Linked DNA regions of Larimichthys crocea: region 1 is linked to region 2. The links are chromatin contacts, called in public Hi-C maps. All regions are on one chromosome and are shown on one strand. Each heading gives the region's core, a stretch centred on a gene start, on an enhancer-like site or on the middle of the called end of the contact. The rest is flanking DNA. Distances are from core to core; before and after follow the strand shown.

Evidence for each region. A called contact is a pair of places that touch in the nucleus more often than the background predicts.
Region 1: a contact with region 2 is called in a Hi-C map of muscle, with 4 times the contacts expected there. The contact joins the promoter of tyr here to the promoter of LOC104920115 in region 2. A contact is called at or near these places in 2 of 7 Hi-C or Micro-C datasets (both in muscle).

What each region holds. Positions count from the first base shown.
Region 1 is chrVII:8,447,454-8,453,608 of L_crocea_2.0, reverse strand. tyr (tyrosinase) reads right to left here and starts at 2,765. Exons shown (of 6, transcript XM_019254738.2): 1 at 2,628-2,765; 2 at 1,476-2,357; 3 at 745-961; 4 at 1-129. The coding sequence starts at 2,303.
Region 2 is chrVII:8,252,009-8,258,909 of L_crocea_2.0, reverse strand. It overlaps LOC104920115, which reads right to left and starts at 2,459. Exons shown (of 8, transcript XM_010732272.3): 1 at 2,400-2,459; 2 at 354-382. The coding sequence starts at 2,405. It overlaps LOC104920114 (cytoplasmic dynein 2 heavy chain 1), which reads left to right and starts at 6,004. Exons shown (of 82, transcript XM_027280204.1): 1 at 6,004-6,121; 2 at 6,871-6,901.

The sequences.
Region 1 (6,155 bases), core at 1,516-4,015, 190 kb before region 2:
GCAGCAGGAATATGGGGTCGTTGGCTGAACCCTGCACTGAGGACATGGAGCCGTTCATGAAGACATGCAAGGCATTGTGCATGGTGCTCTGGCCTTGCACTGCCATACCTGTCTCTGGACTGGTAAAACCTGCAGGAGGGAAGAAAAACAGACAAAGCGAAAAAAAAATGTACATGAGAGAGGTGAAAGGAATGGAGGTTTACATGAGGGAAGGAGATGAATAGAACAATAAGAAGGAGCTGAATAGGCTGAATGTACTCACTCTCTTTCTCACATCTTTGAAACACTTCATATAAGTAAGATGGATGATAGGCAAGGGAGTTACTGAGCTTAAAACCAGCTCAAGGCCACTGACTGTTGAAGTCATTTAGAGTGGAGTTGACTCTTTGAGTGATGCGTGTAGAAAATGCCTCAAGGTAACTATGAGTTAGACACTAGTGTGAACGAGAAAACTGGGCTTGAGCAAGAAGATATTGCTCAAATAAAACTGAGCAATAAACTACTCAGTCCTTCTTGAAAGACTTGTCATGTTTTGGGAGATTTGGGCATCTGTTTCCTGGGTGCATATATTTCTTCTTGCATTGTGTTTGAGTCTTCTCTTGGATGTATGGACACACAAGTACTTGTATTCCAACCATTGCATGAAAACAAATCTTTCAAAACTCATTACCTAGATTAAACAGTAGACCCAAGGTTCATATTCAGTGGTTACACATGTACAGTAATATAAATGTGTGTGTGTACCCTCTATGGCGTTTCTAAAGCTCCTGTTGGCGAATCGATCCATGGGTTCAGTCTCGTAGTCGGGGAGGGACAGAATCAACTCCACATCAGCTGTTGTGGGGATTCGTGGCACGCGGTTTGGATCATGATTGCCGGGGTTACGCAACAGTGGACCTTCCCCGGTAGCGTTACACAATGCCTCTCGGCTGTTGTACTCCTCTGGCTGGGTGCAGATAACCTACACACATGCACACATACAAACACACACATTTAATGAGGCTATAGATGTCCATAAAGCTCCATCCATCAGAGGAATGCTTCTATTATGCAGGCTGGGGTGTCGCTTGCTTTGTGAGAAAATGATTGTTGTTTGAAGTATAAACCACTACAATATTTTCTGACAGATTCCTCTAAATAACTGTAATAAAGTTGCTGTCTTAGATTTCTTTTCTGGGATGTGGATACAAAGCCTCTGAAGGCAGATTTTAAGTCTGATATTTCATGTTGGCTGATCAAGTGAGGGTGAATTCTTTTAAAAAATGTGTGTTTCCAACTAAATCTCTGGATTAGGAGGCTAAACTAGCAAAAGAACAACAGACCCGCAGAGTGAAAAGGAAATAAAATAAGCCTTTTGTCTGTTTGTCGGAGAGAGGAATTTTCAGTCTCTTAATGATGGATAAGAAAGATTTGCTCATACATTTACACATACTTTCACTCACAGACGCACACAGCAAGACGATCAAATGTTTTACCTTCCATGAGGAGAAGACTGAACCAGGGCTGAGGAGGTTAGGATTCAAGGAGTTGCGTCCACCCATCAGAGCATCGGTGCACACCTCACAGGATTGGGCATCTCTCCAGTCCCAGTATGGGATGGTGAAGTTGAAATCTCCCGTCATCTTCCTTATCTCATTCTCCCAGTGAAGCAGGTAGACTCTGTGCCATGGTAGAAATGCTGCAGATTCATGGGCAAAGTCGATGTCTCTCCATACATTCCCTGGTCCTCCCAAGAAGGCATCCCGGGACACATAGTAGTGCATCCAGACAAACAGGTCATAGGTGTTGATGTCAGAGAACATTGGGTTCTCACCGTTTTCACCCATCTCTGCTCTTGTTGCTGTGGAGATGACGTAGTCACGGCTGATGGTGTTCTTGGCCAGGTTCAGGTAAGAGATAAACTTGTGTTGGTCAGCAACTGACATGGTCAGGATGTTCCTGCGCACTGACTCCCTGTACTCAGCACAGTTTGAACCCCAGTAACCAAACCTGCATTCACCACAGTTAAAGCCTCCATAGTTTCCAGCACAGCGACACGTCCGGTTGAAGAAAGCTAAAGGCCAACGCTCTCTGTCATCTATGCCACTGTGTGGGTACTGGGGCCCATGGGGCTCATCTGAAACCTCGACTTCAGTGCAAAAACCCCGACCTGATAGGGCGCCGCAGGGTGAGCCGTCACCATCCCACACTGGACAACACTCTTTGGTCCGTAGTCCCTCTGAGTTGGCACATGGACGAGGAAATTGGCATAAACAAGCCCCAATGAGATGCAGCAGAACTACAGATACATACAGGCTCCTCATGATGAAAAGTTAGAACAACTCCAGTCTTAACCACAGTGGGAATGTAAAGTCCTGCTGAAAAAGACGGACACAACAGATCCTGATACCCTCTCAGACTACGCAGCTGACAAGCAAAAGCAGCACAGAGGAGTAGATACAGTACTTAAAAGTTATGTCTTATTAGGCTACAAGCAGAGCAATACAAGTCAACCAAGTTTGATCTAGAGATGGCTTCTGCTGTCAATTTAGATTAAATTAAACACCACACACTCTTCAGTTACATTCAAAAGCAACCAATTATTAACTTTAAAAAAAAAAAGCCACTTGCTGGTTCTTGAAACTTACCCCTCTGTGCTACCAACTAACCCTCTACCAAACCTCCTTCCACCTCTCTTCACCTCTCTCTTACACCCAGCCAACAGTCTCCTGTTCCCTGCCTACTCATTGAGTCGTTTAAGGGGCTGTCCTCTGACAAAGTGTGTGATCTCATTGTGATCTCAAAAACTCAGTAAGGAACACACACACACACTAGCATGTGCACTCACACACCATCACATGCTCAGGATAATATTCCTGATTCCTCTTTCATTTGTCTTGAGACCAGATGACCTCTGCTCCACTATACCTCAGGCAAAAATGCGTATGTGTGTGTATCAGTGCTGTCACCCCCTCCATTTAGCAAAGGCTGGCCATAAATTTATGCATGATCAAGTTTGCTGTTTGGTGTGTTGTTAAACAGAAAAAAGTGAGAAATGGAAAAGAAACACAAGCAGAGGAGGTGGAAAATTAATATTACACAGTATATTAAAGAGAATGGATAGTTTGGATAGTATGGCCAAACACTTAGTTTATCCTCGGTTCATTAGCTATGTCAGACATTATGCTGACTCCCTTTCAGCTGATGATGAACTGGGAACTGTAACTGGGAATACATGAGAATCTACTTGTTGAGGATAGATTATGTTGGAATGCATTCAAAATAAGATGAATTAGTCTGGACAAGTTATTTAACATGCTAAATCATTGTCTTGTCTCAACTCAAGCCATCATTTGCTAACAATCAAGCAGACCAAAACTATTTTTTTCATTTAGATTCAGTTTGAGTATGACCTATCTCCATTGTTAGCTAGGATTGCTACCCAAGTTGCCATACTAATGTTGTTTTGTATGCACAAATTAGGACTGTGCCTGCAAACAGTAAGTGTCTGAGTACATCATCTAAAAATAAACTCACTTATCATAAAAAGTCTGTTTCTTTTATTTTAATGACATAAAACATAGAATAATGCACGAGTTCTGAGTCTAAATCTGAGATATGAGTCTAAACACAAAATAAAAACAAAATAAAATGGACAACACAAGGAACACTTGGGAGAATTTAATATTTAAAACTTCAATCAGCTCTGCTTATGCGTACAGTTTAGATTTACTGAATCTCGAATCGAATCTTTGAGAATAAACAGCCAGAATATATCTTGGATTTTTATTACTCTACATGAAAGATTGGAAATCAAGTCGAGAAGCAGTAAAGCTAAACCAATAATGTTTCTGAAAATGCATCACTGATGCATTACTCATAAGCAATATTTTCATGTTGTAACTGGTGTAAGTGAAGCTACTGTAGTAGAGTAAAAAAGTACAATAATTCTCTCTGAAATGTAGTGAAGTAAAGGTATAAACTACCATAAACGGAAATATTAATGTACCCTATTTTTTTCTTCTAGTACAGTGCTTGAGGAACTGTATTTACAGTAGTTACACTGCTGGTGATAATGGTGGCAATAATATTGTTTTATCACCTGGAATAGATACTCCTCTTACAATTGATGATTATTTATGAAATCTGAATTTTCTGAAGTTACAAAGTGGTTTAGGAAACCTTTTTATTACAAAATAAAGGACTGCACTAAGTGTTCTCATCATCTGCAGCACATGGTACAGCGTGACGATCATCTGCACATAACAAGAATGTGCAATGTGTGGAAACTCATATGAAAAGAGAGAGATGGGATAGATTTATTTATCCCCCCCCCTCATATGCTTCTCCCCCTCAAGTTCTGTAGACTGGTACAGTCGGGCTCAGGGCAGACATCTGCGCAAACCTCGGGATCACAAGCCGGTCACATGCTGCTGGAGCCAGGCACGGGGTGCAGCTTATCCCGCTGCAGGAACGCAGCAGAGCGCACAGGAATGACCATCACAGGATAAATCTGTCCGCAGGGCTCCTCTGAGAGGCAGACAGACTGTGTGTGTGTGTGTGTGTGTGTGTGTGTGTGTGCGTGTGCGTAAACTTCTTTGAACGCATTGAGAATTTCACCTTCTTTATAACTCTCAAGCAGTCCACCCGAGGAACTTATGAATATTTCAACACCCACGTGTCATGATGTATTTCCAAATGACGCCTGATTGAGACTTTCTCATAAATCTCTTCCACTTTTGCTCAAACAGGCACAAGAGGGCAGCATGATCCGTTTATTGCCTGATACACAAGAGCGCCACAGGGCGACTGTCTATCACAGCATGTTTATTGCAGGCAGCTAAGAGTTTCCTCCCCATCAGTTGTATGAGACGAGAGAGGAGGGAGGATACTGATGATCTGACCAGCTGGTGGTGTTTCTTATGGTTATTTGACTCTGTTTGACTGATTTCTCATTTCAGAAGGCTTATTCATATTAAAATCCACCCCGTCGCCCTGCGCAGATGAAAGATACATCTTTCTGATTTCTACTACAGGGGAGAGACATCATTTTCACCTTGTTACCCAAGGAGATAATTACTATCAAAGACTGAAAATATGCCTTAAAATCAGAACATTGGACTGTATCCAATCTTGAAAACAGGCAGAGCTGTACCTAACTGGTTTCAATCAGGTGAACAGCTGTCTTATAGGAAATAAGTTGTTGGTGTAGGTTTTGTATTTGTTGCTCATGAATGTTTGTGTGAGTGTACCAGAAGAAATAAAATGTGTTTTAGCTAATCGTTTAGGTCAGTCCTGTGATTAACTGGCGACTTGTCCAGGGTGTACCTTCCTCACGCAGAGTACCAGCTGGGACAGGCTCCAGCCCCCTGCAAGCCTGATGAGGATAAGTGGTTACAGGAAATGGATGGATAGATGTGTATTTTGCATGTATGTGTTTGTAGTTCAGAGTTGGTTGGAGGGTATGACCTCCTGACCTGTGACTCTGTGGCCCCTCATCTGGATCTAGACAAAGAGCGATGAGCCAGATAGATAGATCTATCTTAATTAGATTAATAGACAGAAAAATCTATTAACTGTTTGATTCTTTTTTGAGCAAACAAGTTTACTGGTTTTCCACTCTCAGTTGTTTATTTTTTAGTTTTTTGTGACAGTAAACTGAGTATCTTTGGGTTTTCAACTATTGATCAGACACTGTGACGCTTTAAGTTGTTACTAAGGGCAATTTTTGCTGATATTCTATAGACCAAAGGATTCATTCAGTTAAATATAAAATGATTAATTGAGATAAACAACCAGATGAATTGACAATAAAAGGAATCATTGGTTGCAGCCCCCTAAATTAAATAGATATTTTTAAATTTTATATTACTTCATTTCTGAAGGGCGCTTGCAGCATCACCCAGTTTGTGTGCCGTCGCTGTTATCAGGTCGTGTTGGTAGTCAGAGACACTATGACAGCTTGTCAACCTGTTCTGACAGTTAACATCGATACTGAGGCTGCTTTTAGTTTGTATGCATCCAGGCTCTGGAACAGCCTGCTGCATGATGACATACTCTCTTTTCTCAAAGAGCGTTGAATTTGCATTTTTCTGCTCAATAAAAAAATGTGATAAATGAACATAGTGTTATATAATATTACATACTAAATCCATATCTGTTGCTGTGAACGTTTT
Region 2 (6,901 bases), core at 1,210-3,709:
GGATCTTGTAGGTAGTCATTTGTGCAATTTGTTTGTTTCAGTATTTTTTTTTTCTGGCAAACCTTTGTGGTCAACTTACAGTAAGAATCAAGAGGGTGTTTGAATCAGAAAGTCACAAGAGTCACAAGGACTAGCCTTGTTCCAGTCACATGGGTTAGTATACTTTTCATGACTACATCACTACTTACTATTGAAAGCATAACACTTCATTAAAGAAGAGTGCTGACCCTCTGACTTTACTGATGACATCATTCTCTGTTAACATCTGTCAGCAGGCTGGGGTAAGTTGTGTGTGAGTCACAGCTTTTCAATGTCAACTGCAGACAGTTTCAGACAATAAGTGGGGTACTTACGGGAAACACTGTGGCTTGCAAGGTGTTGCCTGTTGAAAAGAAAAAATAAGTTGATCACTTATCTCATTATGTTTACATTTTTGAATCTGTGAACAGCCGCATTAATCAGGCAGGAATCCATCCAAGCATTCATAGTAGAGTGCTCATGCAGCAATCAAAAATGTCCTGTCATGCTGAAATAAGTTGTCTTTGTTTACATGTCTTAAGCTTACATACTTTGAAAATCATTATGGGAAATAGTGTACCACCAGAACCTCATAGTTCATAAAGAATGGAACAGAGCCCCCTACTACATATATTGTCTAAAACTGTGTAGTAGTAAGTAGTAGTGTAATAGTGCTAGCTCACATGATTGTATGAGGATTCATAAACACATCCAAAGGAACTGTTTTCAACAGAGACCAAGCTACAGGAAAGTCCCAGTGAGACTTATCAGAGATCTGTTTCTGTTCTGCAGGAGGGTGTATTCCTGAATCTACCATCACACCTCAAACAGTGCCTACTAGTTTATGTTGTTTTGTATGTGCTTTATAGTTACCAAATACTGAAAGTATCAGTTAGTTCATATTTCTGTAAATTAGTTGTGATGTTGTAGAAGCTAGTAGCCATCTAAGGTTTAGGGAATTCCCACGTAGTAAACAATATCTCAATTGTTTTGCCAGGATAAAAAAATATAAACAGATTGTGAAATTTAAATACATCACACACCTTGTCTTCTGAGAAACCTGGTCTAATTTTACTCATAGTGTACACATGTAGTCTAGAAATAACGCAGTCTACTTTCAGTTTTTGAGAGCAGTTCTTTGTACTGAAACTTTGTAGCCTGCTTAAAACACAAATTCACAGAATAGAATAAAGCAAGTGCTAAAAAAATGAAGTTAGACAGAGGATTCCCCGGGGAATCACCTACACCATGATTCATTCTGAATAGCCTTGTGCTCCTCACCAGAAACCACATCTGAGGAAATTCCCATGGTTAATATGATTACCTAAAGTACTGTACAATTTTTCTTTAGTTTCAGGAAACGTGATAGCAGATGGAAGTGTGGAATGAATTGTGAGCTTTCCCTAATTTCTTATTACAATATTTGGTACTTTTTGTCCACCTAACTTACAGTAGGTATAGGTGAATTTGGGAGAACGATTTCCTTACGGCATTAACTGTTTCTTAAATGAATGCCGTATGTATTATTATGGAGATTCCCACATGATGTAATGCGATTTGGAATGCCCTAGTTGCTGGCTGCATTGGTTTTCAAGGAAACACTTAGCAGCATGCAATTACACTTTGGCTGCTAGATAAGCTACAAAACCACATACCAGTCTTACAACATTCAGTCATCTGATGCCGTTTTAATATAGAAGCTGATACTTCACATGAGGGTGATGAAATTATGGTAATAAACCTCTGGCAGAAGAGTTTTATTTGTTTAGCTGTTGCTACACTGCTTTACAAATCACTGTATCTTTCACAATACAAGCTGACTTCTTTAATTCAGTTAGGATTACAAGTATGATTAACTACAATTTTAGATAACGACTGTTATGAATACTAGATAGCTCTTTCATAAACAGTTCTAATTCCTAGAGTATCTTTAACTTTAGTCACTTGGCCACAATATCCTTCAACTAAACCAGTCATGAATAAAATGAACAAATACATTTATACAAGTATCAATGATTTACACTGTTCACATATTCACTTAGTCATAACCGCTGTTGAAAAATTGTCTGGTATGCGTGCAGGTGTTAGTTTACGTGTGGCTAAAACAGAGTACATAATTATGGCATAGGGAGCAATTGAAACCAACCTCTTCCTATAAAGATTTAGATTTTGAGAGGCTATAAGCCCCCCCCCACACACACATGCACACATGCATAACATTCACGGGCTGCTGCTCAATGACATTTCAGATATTTCTTTTATACAGAAAGCTATGTTAATACCTGTCCATGATGTCCTTTCTAACATCAGCATGATAAAAAGTAATAGGCTTAAACGCAATATTATTTGTCTTCCAGAAAGACAAGGAAGAAAGCTCTTACCATCATGCTGTCTCGAGCTCTTCGTCTATGAGTGAGAGTAAGGCGTAACACTTCCTCTTCATACAGTGTACGGTTGCTGGGTGGAGCCTTATGAGTCATTTGACATTAATGTTTTTTTTTCACACCCTTTTTTAAGCCATATATCAGCAATATACAACAACATAACTTTACACTGTATTGTTTTTATAGTTGTACAAAACTTGTTGTATCTCTGAATACAACACGATAGGAACAAATATAATACTGTATGTAACTAATGTTTGTTTTACTGAGATTTAACTTGAATATGTAACTTGGGTTGAGCTTGAAACAGAATTCCATCTAACAATGTGGGCGTGAGGGTTGAGCGTGGTGACATGTCTGTGCGTGTGCTTTCACTACATTTATTGCGACGTCACAGAAGGAAGAAAACTTAACTGAACTTCCTTGTTTGTTCGTCAGCTCAGTCTCACCTGACCATGCAACATAGATTCTTTGGAAAACAAACAAACAGACATGACAAAAACAATTGTTTTGTGTTGTAGGTTTGACATGATGTGTCTCAGTTGATATGGCTGATTAGTCCACAAAGAATCTTCAATGAGGAGAAAGATAAAATGAAATATCAGAGTTAACTTAAGTTTAATGACTCTAAATTTGTTGCATTTTGGATTTGCCTCGAGGAAACATTCCCTTAGTTGTCAGTAAACTAGCTAAAATTTGACAAAAAGCTTGGAGGGCAAACATTTACAGAAATGCACAGCTACACAATTAAAAGGGATTCCATGGGAGAAGTGAAACCAATGACTCGATTAGTCTATTATGGGTAAGCAATAAACTAATATTCCATTGTGAAAGGAGAGAGAGAGTCTTCTTGCGTCAATAATCTGACATGAGGCAATTCTAGTCATGCTAGTCCCGCAAATAACTTAAGCTTGTGAGGAAATGTGAGATTGCACTTTGAGTGATTTGTTCATCCAGCAGTATCTCTAGTCTGTCCTTTTTTCAAGTTGCAGTGATTAGTCTGAAGAGGGTGATATGAAGTGGACATTAATGACACAATATCACAAATTCACAAAACAGCAATGCATTGTGGCACCAAAGTGGGCCCTATGAACTCACTTTTACTTGTACCGGAAATGCATGGCTATATATATGATCAGTGAATTTGTGTGTGACTTTGTAACTTTGTACTCTGTAATCTGGTGAACTGTGGCTTTTGGGTCAAAGTGCCCTGTGTTTGATGTTTTGTTAGACACAGGTGCGGTGCTATTTTCTCAGAACTGTATACGGTATACTCCCACAGATGGTTTGTTCAGAACACCACCTCTAACCACCATGTTTCACATTCAGCCTTTGATCTTTGTTCTTTTCCCACATTTGATAAAACATATTTTTTTTTACAATCCAATCAATCCATTTTGATTAATTGATCTTACTTGCCATTCATGAAGTCTAGAGTTTCCAGTCAGAATCCATGTCAGAATCTCTAATGTATAAACTTTTATTTATTTTCATGAATGCATGCTGGTTATTTATATATCTGTCTCCAACCCACAATGCCAGTGTTAGCTCAGTGTGATTATCTTTGCACTCTGATACTCCTTTCTTGGCTTCTTTAAGTTCTCATTTACAACTTTCATTGACCTCATGATACTTTCCACTGAGTTAGGCAAATGTGGTTAGGAAACGAAGCTGTTTCGTAATCAATTACACATAGGAAGAAAGGCTCTGTTTTGGCTAGCTGGAAAAGTGAGGATCAGCCTGAATACATCAACGGTCTCTTACAAGGACAAAGTGGGGTTTGACACACACAGGCCCATGATCAGGTCTCTATGGCAACTGGCCAATATGTTTTTGAACTGTAACAATGAACGTACATTTTCAGTTAAATATTAAGGGGGAAAAATATTCTAGAAAATTGTGTTCTGACTTTAGTTAGGAATTTAGGGAACATACAGCAAACAAGGATTTCTTGGGATTTTCCATGTGTATTCCTTGACAGACTACCCAAAAAACATTTGAGAATGTGCTGGCCACTGAGAATGATGTGGGAGGCTATGAAAGCACCACCACGCCCCAGAATAGTTAATAAACAAATCACTTCTCATCAGTCAGGGGATTTTTGAAACCCAAAATCAATCTCATTTTAACTCTCACCAGCTTTATTTAGCAACCTCATATACGAAAAACGTGTGAACTGCACACACAGTGCAATTCAAACCAAATGATAGTTCAAGGTGCAGTAGCAAGAAGTATTTTGAGGCTGTTATGAGACAGGTTTGAGAGGAAGTCAACAATAGATAAAGGCCATCATACAGACTCTACTAATCCCAGAGATTCAATTACTTACATGTACAGTTTGTTGTGACCACTTCCCTTTAATCTATATAAGGTCAGTGACAGAAATGAAATTTCACATATCAAGGGGATCCCTCTGTGTGTGAGTGTGTGTGTGTGTGTGTGTGTGTGTGTGTGTGTGTGTCTGTCTGTCTGTCTGTCTGTCTGTGCGACATTGAATTTAAATACTGAACCATTGCTCTGAATACTGATTAATAAAACAATAACAATAAACTATATTCTACAAGCCACCAGCTGTATTATCAACAGGACCCATGTGTCAATTGGTTTGTGATATTTTTTTATTATCAAAGAAAAAAAGAAAAAAAAATCAGCTGAAATGTAGGTATCTGACATTGAAGCCACGTGAAGAAAAAGAAAAAGAGGGACCCTGGTTCAATTTCTAATTTTCAGACCATAATTTCAGTTCAAAATGAAAATGTGTTCAAGTGAATAGGTCATTCACTTGAACACATTTTCATTTTCACTTTCATTTTTTCAGCCAGTGAACCTAAATCCAGCATAGGTATAATATAAAGTACACGATGCACACAAAAGAAGATGATCAGGGTTACCCTGCAGCTCATTAAAACACTCACAAATAAAAAAGAGACTATTTAAATCTAATTGTTTATTACTTTTTTTAAAATTAAAAGTCCCTGACATGACATAATCTTTTCTTTGAGAAGACACATGATAGCAGAAAAGTATTCATTCAGTATTCATTCATTTATTTAACGGGACCATGTACAGTATTAAACATAAACGATTACATTTGATGTACTGCACCAGAGTTAGCTTCCAGCTACTTTTCATCTGCACTCTCTTCTGCAGACACAGTTAAAACATATTACAGCACAATAACAAACAGTACAAAGCAAAAAACACACAGGACACAATACAAAATACAAACAATAGCACATAACATACACCCACAATGTCAGTGGCTACAGAGCTGAGTATCCTTTAGCAGACTTTTTAATTTGGTTTTAAATGTACTGATGGAGCTGCAGCTCTTTATATCGTCACGTAGGGTATTCCTCTGAGTTGTGGCTTTCACAGAGAAGGCTGATTGCCCAAATGCAGAGCGACAAAATGGTATGGTACAATCTCGTACAGAGGATATTCTGGATATTCATCTTGAACACCTTCTCAGAAAAAACCTATAAAATGCTCCAAGTCAGACAGTTTGTGAACTGTGAATGTTTTGCAATGTAAAGATAAATCCAGCAGTTGGCGCTAGTACAGGAATGACGTCTGCCAACCGCCATTAAACTCCGCAGAAGAAGAAGTTGCCTGGTAACCACGCACGCATAATCCTGGAGACCGAGCAACAGATTGCTACAGCTTCGCTATAATGTAACGAAGTTACCCGAAACTGACGAAGACAAAACATTTGGTTGGTACGAAACCAAGGCTCCTATTATCTAGCTTGCTAAGTTACCTGCGTCAGGCCAGTTCGCTAAAGCGGTCAGCGTTAATTTACAGAGGCGATGAGCTAACGTCAGCTAGCTCGGTTAGCTCGCTGATGTTACAGCCACTGCTCAGCCTGAACTTTGCAAACACTGTCTGAGTCCTTCACATACGAGTGGAGGAAGTTCCTTATAGACTGGTGACTGTGTGAGTGCATGCTATTTTTTATAAGCCAACGTTGTTTCGCGTTTAATAGAGAAAGACGTTAGCTGGTTTAGCAGATTGGAAACGATATCAACGATAACTGGCAACCTTTGGGGCAAAGTAACGAGTTGTACTTGGATATAACCGAGACATTTAAACGGTCTTGAGAGGTTATGGGTTATAGTTTGACGTGTAGTCTTAAAGCGACACATTTTCTTCTTTGTAGTAAGTAACACTACGTCATAAAGCTATGTTTAACTGAAGTTATTGCCCCATTTAAGAAGTACATATACTTTATTACTTCCCTCAACCCTGCCAGCAGTTGGGTTCATGCTGGATTTGAACCAGCCACCCTCTGGTTCCCAAGCCAAGTCTCTATGGACTGAGCTACGCCCCAGTTTGTGACTCTCATGGGTACAATCTGGACATGATATGCCAATAGGGTCGTAGCCTGGTTATATTTCAGTGAACTGAGAAAGTTTCTTTCTTACCTCCGTTGCCGATGGCATTAAAATGTCGTTTTTGTACACTACAGCTTTCTCAACATCAGGCCACTATTGCAGCTG